2 separate regions of the Gossypium hirsutum genome follow, and region 2 is linked to region 1. The links are chromatin contacts, called in public Hi-C maps. All regions are on one chromosome and are shown on one strand. Each heading gives the region's core, a stretch centred on a gene start, on an enhancer-like site or on the middle of the called end of the contact. The rest is flanking DNA. Distances are from core to core; before and after follow the strand shown. Region 1 has its middle 9.3 kb from the start of LOC107940820. Region 2 has its middle 9.3 kb from the start of LOC121221135.

Evidence for each region. Hi-C and Micro-C count contacts between places; a contact is called where the count stands out from the background.
Region 2: a Hi-C map of leaf shows a contact between it and region 1, with 2.7 times the contacts expected there. The contact joins two enhancer-like sites. A contact is called at or near these places in 2 of 34 Hi-C or Micro-C datasets (both in leaf).

The regions. Positions count from the first base shown.
Region 1 is chrA03:108,643,850-108,648,062 of Gossypium_hirsutum_v2.1, reverse strand. No RefSeq gene overlaps it. Among protein-coding and RNA genes, the nearest start is that of LOC107940820, 9.3 kb to the right of the region's middle. Within about 2 kb of position 2,757, at least 3 of the 9 cell types and tissues checked have an H3K27ac peak or open chromatin away from gene starts, as enhancers often do. A contact at or near this core is called in leaf, where this site is marked.
Region 2 is chrA03:108,721,793-108,726,651 of Gossypium_hirsutum_v2.1, reverse strand. It overlaps the pseudogene LOC107962944. Among protein-coding and RNA genes, the nearest start is that of LOC121221135, 9.3 kb to the right of the region's middle. Within about 2 kb of position 1,476, at least 6 of the 9 cell types and tissues checked have an H3K27ac peak or open chromatin away from gene starts, as enhancers often do. A contact at or near this core is called in leaf, where this site is marked.

The DNA of each region.
Region 1 (4,213 bases), core at 1,508-4,007:
AATTATAGGGATTAATTACATATTTTAACATTAAATAAATATAAATATTGAAAGAAAGAAAAAAAAAGTCCCAATAGATGTCTATGGCATTCCTTCATGTCCATTGTCAAAATACAGCCTGTTTCCCATTGTAGGAGATTTTATGGCTCTCTATTTTTTCTTTTGACCAACTCCCCTTGTTAACATGTTGAAGACAAAGCTTATCTTTGTTTTCATTCAACACCTGGGCCGCTACAATCTTAACTATTGTCCTAAATAACATGTTATAATCTTTGTCTTAGCACAACAGTTTTAGAAGTTTAATCACATCTTAAATAGAACAACTTTTATGGCCGAGAAGATGAAATATGAGAGGAGTTCCATAAACAATTGTCAACTGCTAAACTGCATTTGAGATCAAAGAAATGACCTCAAATGGACTTAAAAGTCAAATTCAAAGATTACTTGATAAAAGTAAATAGATGTATAATCCGAATTTGAAATGTCTCAATACTGCAGATATAAATATACAATTCCCGATGCGTTGAATAACAAATTTATATATATGAAACTAGAGAACAAATTTAATTATAAAGTATATATTTTTGTCTATAGATGATTAATTAAAGATACATTAAAGCAAATTAAATGATTTTTATGTAAAAAATCTCTAAAAGCAAAGGATTAAAACCACGAGAATTGAGATTTTAATCAAAAATTCTAGTATACTCAAAGTTGTAGCTACAAGATTACAATATAAAATCATTACAATAAGCATATAATTCCAACAACGCTAACAACGGGTAAATCCAAGCAATGTCGACTTTAAAACTCAATTAAAGTCTTCAAATCTACTAATCACTGTCCAAAAAAATCAGATTACGGATAAACCCCAGATCAACTCTAACACAATTATTGTGGGATTGCGTAGCCCATTTGAGTTTGACGAATAAAAGTGAGGAAGGAGGGGTTGGGTGTTGTCTTTTATGGTCCAACTATACCCCTCTCTCTTTTTGGGCCTTGCCACTGGACGGTTCAGTTAGAGTCAGAGGAGGCTTTCGCCCTCCCAAAACTATAAAAAAATTTTAATTACCTCACCAAGATTTTTAAAGTCTTAGTTAATTCTTTTTTAAATTTTGAAATTTTTAATAAGTTTAAAATTAGATTTGGTAATGGGTTGATTGGACTAATACAAAATTTTAAGTTCATGTCCGACTAAATCCAAAAATAAACCTCAAATTTTATCCATTTTGGCCCAAATTAAAAATGTTAAATTCGAGCCTGATCTGACCTGCTTGTATTAATTTTTTATTTAAAAATAAATTTAAAAAATATACTACATCAAATATATTAAAAACATTAAAATAAATATTTTCCAAAAAATAAAAAATGCATTAAAAAATCTTTATACTTAAATAACACTAAAATAATTGTAACTTAGCGAACAAATATATCTAAAATAGTAGCAAACTTAACAATAAAACAAGAGTTATACAATACCCAAATAATAACAAAAAATATAGTAGCAATATAATAGTGACATGATAACAAAACATCAGCAAAAAAGAAATTTTAAGTTGATTCGGGCAAAATCAAAAAATCTTATTTGAGGCTAGATTCATTTAGGAAATTGGTCTTATTTTTTGTCCAAACTCTTTTTTTGAGTCTATATTTTTATCTAAACTAATGAATGATCTAGTTCATGACCAAATCTACCTAAAGATACGTTCCACCATGTGCATGCTAGCGATGGTATAGTTGATTAACCCTTTCTGTTTTTTGTTGATTTCCCTTAAAACATACTCGAATCTAATTTTTCTTTTATAATAATAAAACCGATACAACTAAATTAAAATTAAATTTACAGTTTTGGTTTTGGATATCATTTAAATCTTATATAGGAATATATAGATGTGAATCTTCCCCATGCATCTAATATGTCCCTCATAGGTTGTAGCCATGTTTGTGAGTTGCAATAATTAGGCCGGCCTAGCCGAGTAGGCCATGGATTGTACCTTTTCACAAATGAGCAAAGATATCAATTAGGGCTTACATTTATATCGGAGCAAAATATCTAAAAATTTAATAATCTAGCAAGTAAGGTACACAACACACGTGTGCAAGATTTCATCTGCCACTGACACCAATCATTTCTTCAATTAAAATAAATACAATCCCGAAGTCCCATTGTACGAAACCGGCGAAATCAGAGGGCTCATAATGGTTACATCTCATCAGAATGAATATTTGCATTTTAGTAGGCACCGTAGGAAAAAATTCCCAAGAATTATACCCTTTCCCATGTTGTAGGCCCTTAAACCATATGGACTATGGACCAAATCAATAATGTATTGTGTCATGTGTCCCAGCCCAATATATTTGTCCTCAAGGCCCCCTAGCTCTACGCGCATCTATCTACCCCTTAGTAAATTTTTTTCTTTTACCATTGAATTATGAAAAGTTAACGTTTTGATTATTTATCCGTTAAAAGTCATTACACCCTTAACAAAAAAGTGATATCACATGTTAATTGAAGGACTTATATCTAAATTGACTCTTGAATTATAATTAAAATATTCAGTTTGATTCTTTTATAATATTTTTTAATGATACTTTTATTCATTTTGTAAATAAAGAAACATAAAATCTCTCTATATATGTAAGATCATAGTTACATAATTACATTTAAAATATACATGGAATACAAATGTTGTAATAACAGAATAGGGTTGTAATTCAAAGAGTCATGGCTACATTTGGTCGACATATCACTGTTAAATAGTAAAAAGGTGTGCCCTCCAAAAGAGGTAGCCCCCCCATTCAGAAAGGGATAGGTGGTGATGGAGACCACAAATCTGAGTTAATAACGCTCCCTGTTTTTTTTATTTAAATTTGGCTGTGATTCTTAATGAAGATGGTATGAATGCATGTCAAATTTCCATCCAAAATTTAATTTCTCATCTCTTTCTGCCATGCAAAGGCCCCTCCACCCCCACCCCCATCATACAGTTCATATTATATTATTATATTGAAAAGACAGCCACCCAATACAAACCCCTTACTTCACCTGGGCATTTCACAGGAAAAAAATACTTTACTTGCAGCTCCTCAAACCCAAATTATTTAAAATTTCTGTATGAGTATTGAGTGTGACATCGTATAAAATATTAAATGCAAATATTTAAAAATTTAAAAATATGTGTGAGATTGCTTTTTACCAAGTGATGAGCGATAGGAAGGTGCCAAAAATCTTAGTAAGTGTCAAAATGTGTCGTATAGTAATAGCTAGGTGAAGGAAGGTTTTGTTTGGTAATGTGAGTACAGTGCATGTGGTTCCCCAGCTCAAGCGATTGGGACTGTGTTGTTTGGTGGAGTCCCAGCCTGCAATGACCGCCCTTTATAAGCTGGGTCCGGGAAAATATTATTATTATTAAGGTAAGTTATTAATAAGTTTTATCTTTTCATCTTTTAAATTAAAAAAAAATTATAAAATATCATTAAATTATTTAAAAAATTTTCATTTTAATTATCGAATTATTGAAATTATTATTTTATAACATTTTCTACTTGCACCATCCATATCAATCAAAAACTCTCATTCTTCTTCTCTTTTACAATTTAGTTTCTTTTTTTTTTTCATAAAACAACATTGATCCTTACAAATCTGTAAACCAAAATTTGAATAACTTTCTTCAATGATCTTCTACACTAACCATCGAATATATTTAGATATAAGAAATGTTCTTCTACTTGTGGATGGGTACTCATCCACCATACCAATTGTCGAATAGGCATTAGCTCGCTAGCCAGACTTTAAAATAAAAATAAAAACCCTTAACAACCCATTGACTTAAATAAAAACTTTTGAATAGTTTAGTGACCATAATGTAAACTTACTAATAGTTTAATGACTTTAGGTGTAGTTTACTCTTATTATTACTGATATGGTTCCCATGCTTCACATAGAGTTCCTTTTTTCTTGTACCAAATTATAGAATGAAAATTTGAAAGTTAAAATATGCTTTAAACATTTTATAATCTCCTAATTTTTTATTTTTAAGATTATAGTTAGTCTATTTTTCAAATTTAGAAATTTAGGTTTAATTGTTATTATTGTTAAAATTCATCCATTAAATTCATCGCTGTGACATTTTAAAATAAAAAATAATTCACTTAATAATGATGTAACAAAAAATAACATTGACAATGTTGGTGTGGATTTAAAAAAAAAACT
Region 2 (4,859 bases), core at 227-2,726, 80 kb before region 1:
GGGAATGATATCAAGGGGCGGTGAGGCCTCAACGTGCCACAAGGAGATATTGAGACATTCATCAGCATCTTGTTGCTGTCATAGTCAATCCATGCCTGAATAGGTTCCCCACTCTTGAGAGCAACCGAGTTGCTCCGGTTGTCATTGGAGGAATAGTAAGCAGCTGGCTCAGATATGTTGGATATCAGGCTGGATATATCTATTCCTACATGGTTATCATTGATATCTTGAAGTTCAACGTTCTGGACTACATCAAACTCCACCGCAAAAAAACGAGCATTGTCGGTGTCATTCGGAAGGCCTAAGTATTGGTTTGGAAGACTTTTCAGCTTTTCAGTAGGCATGAGAACAAAGGCAAGACCATGACCTCCAATCTCAGGGTACTTTGGACTGATAGAGAATACAAAGTTTGTGCTAAATGTAACAGCTGCTTCAGTTCTGTTGGGATTGCTTTTCTTAAATCGTATTGGAGATGGATAGAAAGAATGCCCGATAAGTCGCACTGAATCGTTTGTTAATGCCAATATCCCGTCGGACTTGATAAATGAAGCTCCTTCCGTTGTCACGTTTGCTTTGAGGAATCCTTTGTACGTGAAATTTAACTCTGCATGGACGAGAAGACCTAGAAGGAGCAGGTGGAACAATAAACCAAGTGCTTCCATAGCTGAGTTGAGAATTAAATGGTTTGTTTTTCTAGGATAAATCTTTATACTGTGATGCCTTTAGTCTAGTTTGATAAATTTAAAAGATAATATTTTTTTATTGGTAGATCATAGAAAACTTGAAACTTGGAAAGTTACATACTCTACTATAGGAAACTGTGTATAACCAAATTATTTAGAAAGGCTAAACTTATACCATCTGAATTTGGATAACATAAATATTATATATTGATATTTAAAAAAAAAAATTGGAGGGTTTTTTTAGTGAGGACTAAATTGAAGGACAAATTCCTTGTATTGTGTTGGTCTCCTAGAATTTGCCACAAAACTGTGTTGATGGATAGTGTTGGATTCCAGAGAGAGATAAAGCAAAACTTACAAAACTGGAAATCTGGAATTAATTTAAAGCATAGAAGTTGTTTGAAACAATGAAGAAAATTATGTGAACCCCATATCACCACGACAAATTCTTACAAATGGGTATAAAAAAAATTATTTATCTGTATCTTGTTCCAATGCCATCGATCGGTACTGTTGCCCAATAGAAAGCTAATTAAGGAAAGTTTCTGCAAATGTTGTTCTTTTTTATAAAAATGCATGATTATCACTTTTAATAATATTGTCTTCGAAATTTGAATTTAAGTTCTTTTATTTAGAATACAATATGTTATAGGTTAAATGACATTTTAAATATTAATTAAATATTGAACAACACATCCTTCTAAATTCAGGATGGGGGTGTGGGGTGTCTGGGTCTTTGCATGATGCTATAGCATCCTAACCCAGCCTCCATACCGGTTGGCCCCTAGTCCTAGTCCTAGTGGTAGACCTAGACCTCAGTTCCTTCGGCTAAGTTAGTGCTTTGTGTCCAAGGATGCATGTAAGTATTATACTTCCATTAACAAAATCGCAAAATGACAGTTTCTTGGAGGTAAAGCAAACCTCAAAACTGTCTAGCAAACAGGGTACCACACACTTTCTCATGCCATCAAATTTTGCAACCTCATATATATATATTTTTACTACCAACTTGGGAATTTTTTCAATTTTTTGGTGTGAATTTCGAGACTTCATCCTTCTTCTTATTACCATTTTTCTTCAATTATAAATAACTTCTACTTTCATCTAAGTTTGGGATATATTACACTTGAAAAAAAAATTATAAAAATAATAATTTATATATGGTTTAAATTATGTTTTAGTGATTAAACTTTAATTTGTTACGTTTTGGTTATTAACGTTATCAATTTTTAATATTTTGATTATTGTTCTGTTATCTAGCGATAATGATGTAACCGAAGTTTAATATAACATAAATTTTACTATTAAATGCTAACATCTCATCCATGTTATCACCACATAATTTAAACATGTTTTTTTTAAATTACTTATTTCTTTTATTTCCTCTTTATTTATTTCTCTATTTTTATTTCTTTTTATTTCTTCTACTTATCATTGTTTTCTAGAACACTCTCCCTTCCTCAAAGCTTCATTCACGATCACTGGCTGCCTGTTCCAATGCCGTCACCCCATTGCCCCCGACGAACATACGCTGAACTGCTCCCTCGATTGCCTGTTCACAAATCTCCAATAAATTTTCTTCAAAACTCATTAAAAATCCTTAGATATAAAACATAACTTTTGAATTACCCAAGCTCGGATCTCCATCATCTGTTGTTAAATCGGCTCATTTTTTTATACGTGTTCCGCCTCACCAGTACCTCTTTCCGATTGCTGGGATTGGCAAGCAAGTCTTAGTAGTACCTCCAACCCCTTGCCCTGAATTTGACCCCCTATTTTTTTTCTTTGATGTTCTCTTCTATTTTTGACACATTTTTCTTTATTAGAAATCTGATCTTAGGCTTAATATGGGTTTCTTTTTTGTGCTTATCGATTGTTGTTTGCTTGACTATTTGATTGATTTGAATATAAGTTTATTTGATAAGTGAATGATGTTGTTGGGGTGCCTTGAATGAGACTGAAAGCTAGTGGTGAAAGTGATACTGTTTGAGAGGTTTGCTAGTATTTGATATTGGAGAATTTTGTTGCAAATTCAAGTTGGGCTTGTGACTGTTGCTATGATAAATCTGCCATTATTTTATTTTTCTCGTGTTTGATTTGATAGATGATGAGGAATTTATTAAATCCAATATTTTTTATAGCTTCAAGAAAAAATATGAGATTTATTTTTTAAAATTTATATTTAATCAACTCTTTCAATTATATCTAGGGGTGTTCATTCGGTTAACCGACCCGAAATTACTATAACCGAATTAATCGACCTTCCAAAAATTTTAACCGTTAACCGAACCGATTTTTTTTAAAAAAATTTAACCGAACCGAAATTTTTTTGGTTAATAAGGTCGGTTAACCGAATTAACCGAAAATTATGTATTTTTTATTTTTGGTTAAAAATTACCTGAATTACCCGAATTACCCGAATTACCCGAATTAACCGAATTAACCCAATTACCGAAAAATACCCGAATTTTTTTTATTTTTTATTTTTAAAATTTAAAAAATTTATAAATTATTAAAGTAAATTGGGTTTTAGACTTTAGTAAATTGGGTTGTCTTTTAGTTTTAGTTTTATTGGATTGGGTAATTGGGTAAACTTTAGTTTTAGTTTTATTGGGTTGGGTAATTGAGTTTGGGTTGGGTTGGATAATTTTATTTATTAATTTTTTCGGTTAACCGAAAATTTTCGGTTAACCGACCGGTTTCGAACCGAATTAACCGTTAACCGAAAAATCATAAAAAAATTAACCGACCCCCGACCGAAAAAATTCGGTTAACCGACCGATTAACCGAATTCGGTCGGTTAACCAAATTTTTTCGGTTTTACCCGAATTATGCACACCCCTAATTATATCCATTAAAAAGTGTGGATGAAGCTTGAGAGAAGAAGTGCGTTAAAGAGAGGGTGAATTAGGAGAGACAATAGAACAATGAAAAAAATGGAAAGAATATGAAATAATGAAAAAGGAAATAAAGTGTAAAAAAATAAAAAAAGGTTACTTTTAAAAAATGTAATTAAATTTGTGGTAATGACATATATAATACGTCATGTTGAATGACACAATTTGTGTCGTCAAAGTTTCATTACACTACTAAAGTCGAATAGCGGCACAATGATCAAAATGTTACAAAATTATATTATTAGTGACTAGAATGTAACAAATTAAAGTTCAATGACCAAAATGTAATTTAAACCATATATAAATGGCTATTTTTATAGTTTATTCAAAATTTTATATTATATTCAATTTAAATAAGTTTAAAGTTTATATCATTATTTAAAAATTATTTTATAATAATATTTTATATATTTTTAGTTATATTTAAATAAAAATATTTTTAATATATAAATAATTTGAATTAAATTAAAATATTTTATCAAATATGATTTAATATGAATTAATTGAATGAATAGCTTAAATTGGAAAAGATTTTATTATCATAAGAAGTGTTGATAGCTTGAGCCTGTTGCATTCAAATGACATAATTCACTATTTAAAAATAATAACAATTTTTCATTTAAATTTAATTGTAAAAATAAATTAATATTAATATTAATTTTTTTATATTTATTATTAAAAATAAAATTAACCAGTTTGGTTCAATTTAATGTTAAAAATATAAGTCCAAGCTCAATCGAAAGTGAGTCAAGTTGAACAATTCTATTTACTATTTAAGGAGTAAATAATATATCAGTGTATTATTTTTTAAATTTTTTTTAAAAATTTTCTTAATTTTTGATTTTTTTGAAATTTATAATGTTTTAAATTATTTATATTTTTTTATATAAAGTAAAAAAAATAATTTTACAATTTTTATGTCATTTTAAAAAGTAAATATCAAATTAATAAAAATTGTAAATATTTAATGCTAAAAAATTATTCTACTTTTTTTTTTCATAATTAACAAATCAACAACAAAATGGGATGGAAGGATAATTTTTTTAATATATATATATATATGTGTGTGTGTGTGCGCATTTTGTTCATCAAAATATGTAACCTATAATTAAAAGAATATAAGTCGAGCGTGTTATGCTTGATATATAATAATGGAATAATATGCTTTAATTTTGCTTTCATATCAATATATTATTTTAATATATCTACATTGGTTTTTTAATATCAATTATTATTTTTACCAGTTGAGCTGTTTTAAATAAAAATAGAATTTTTCAAA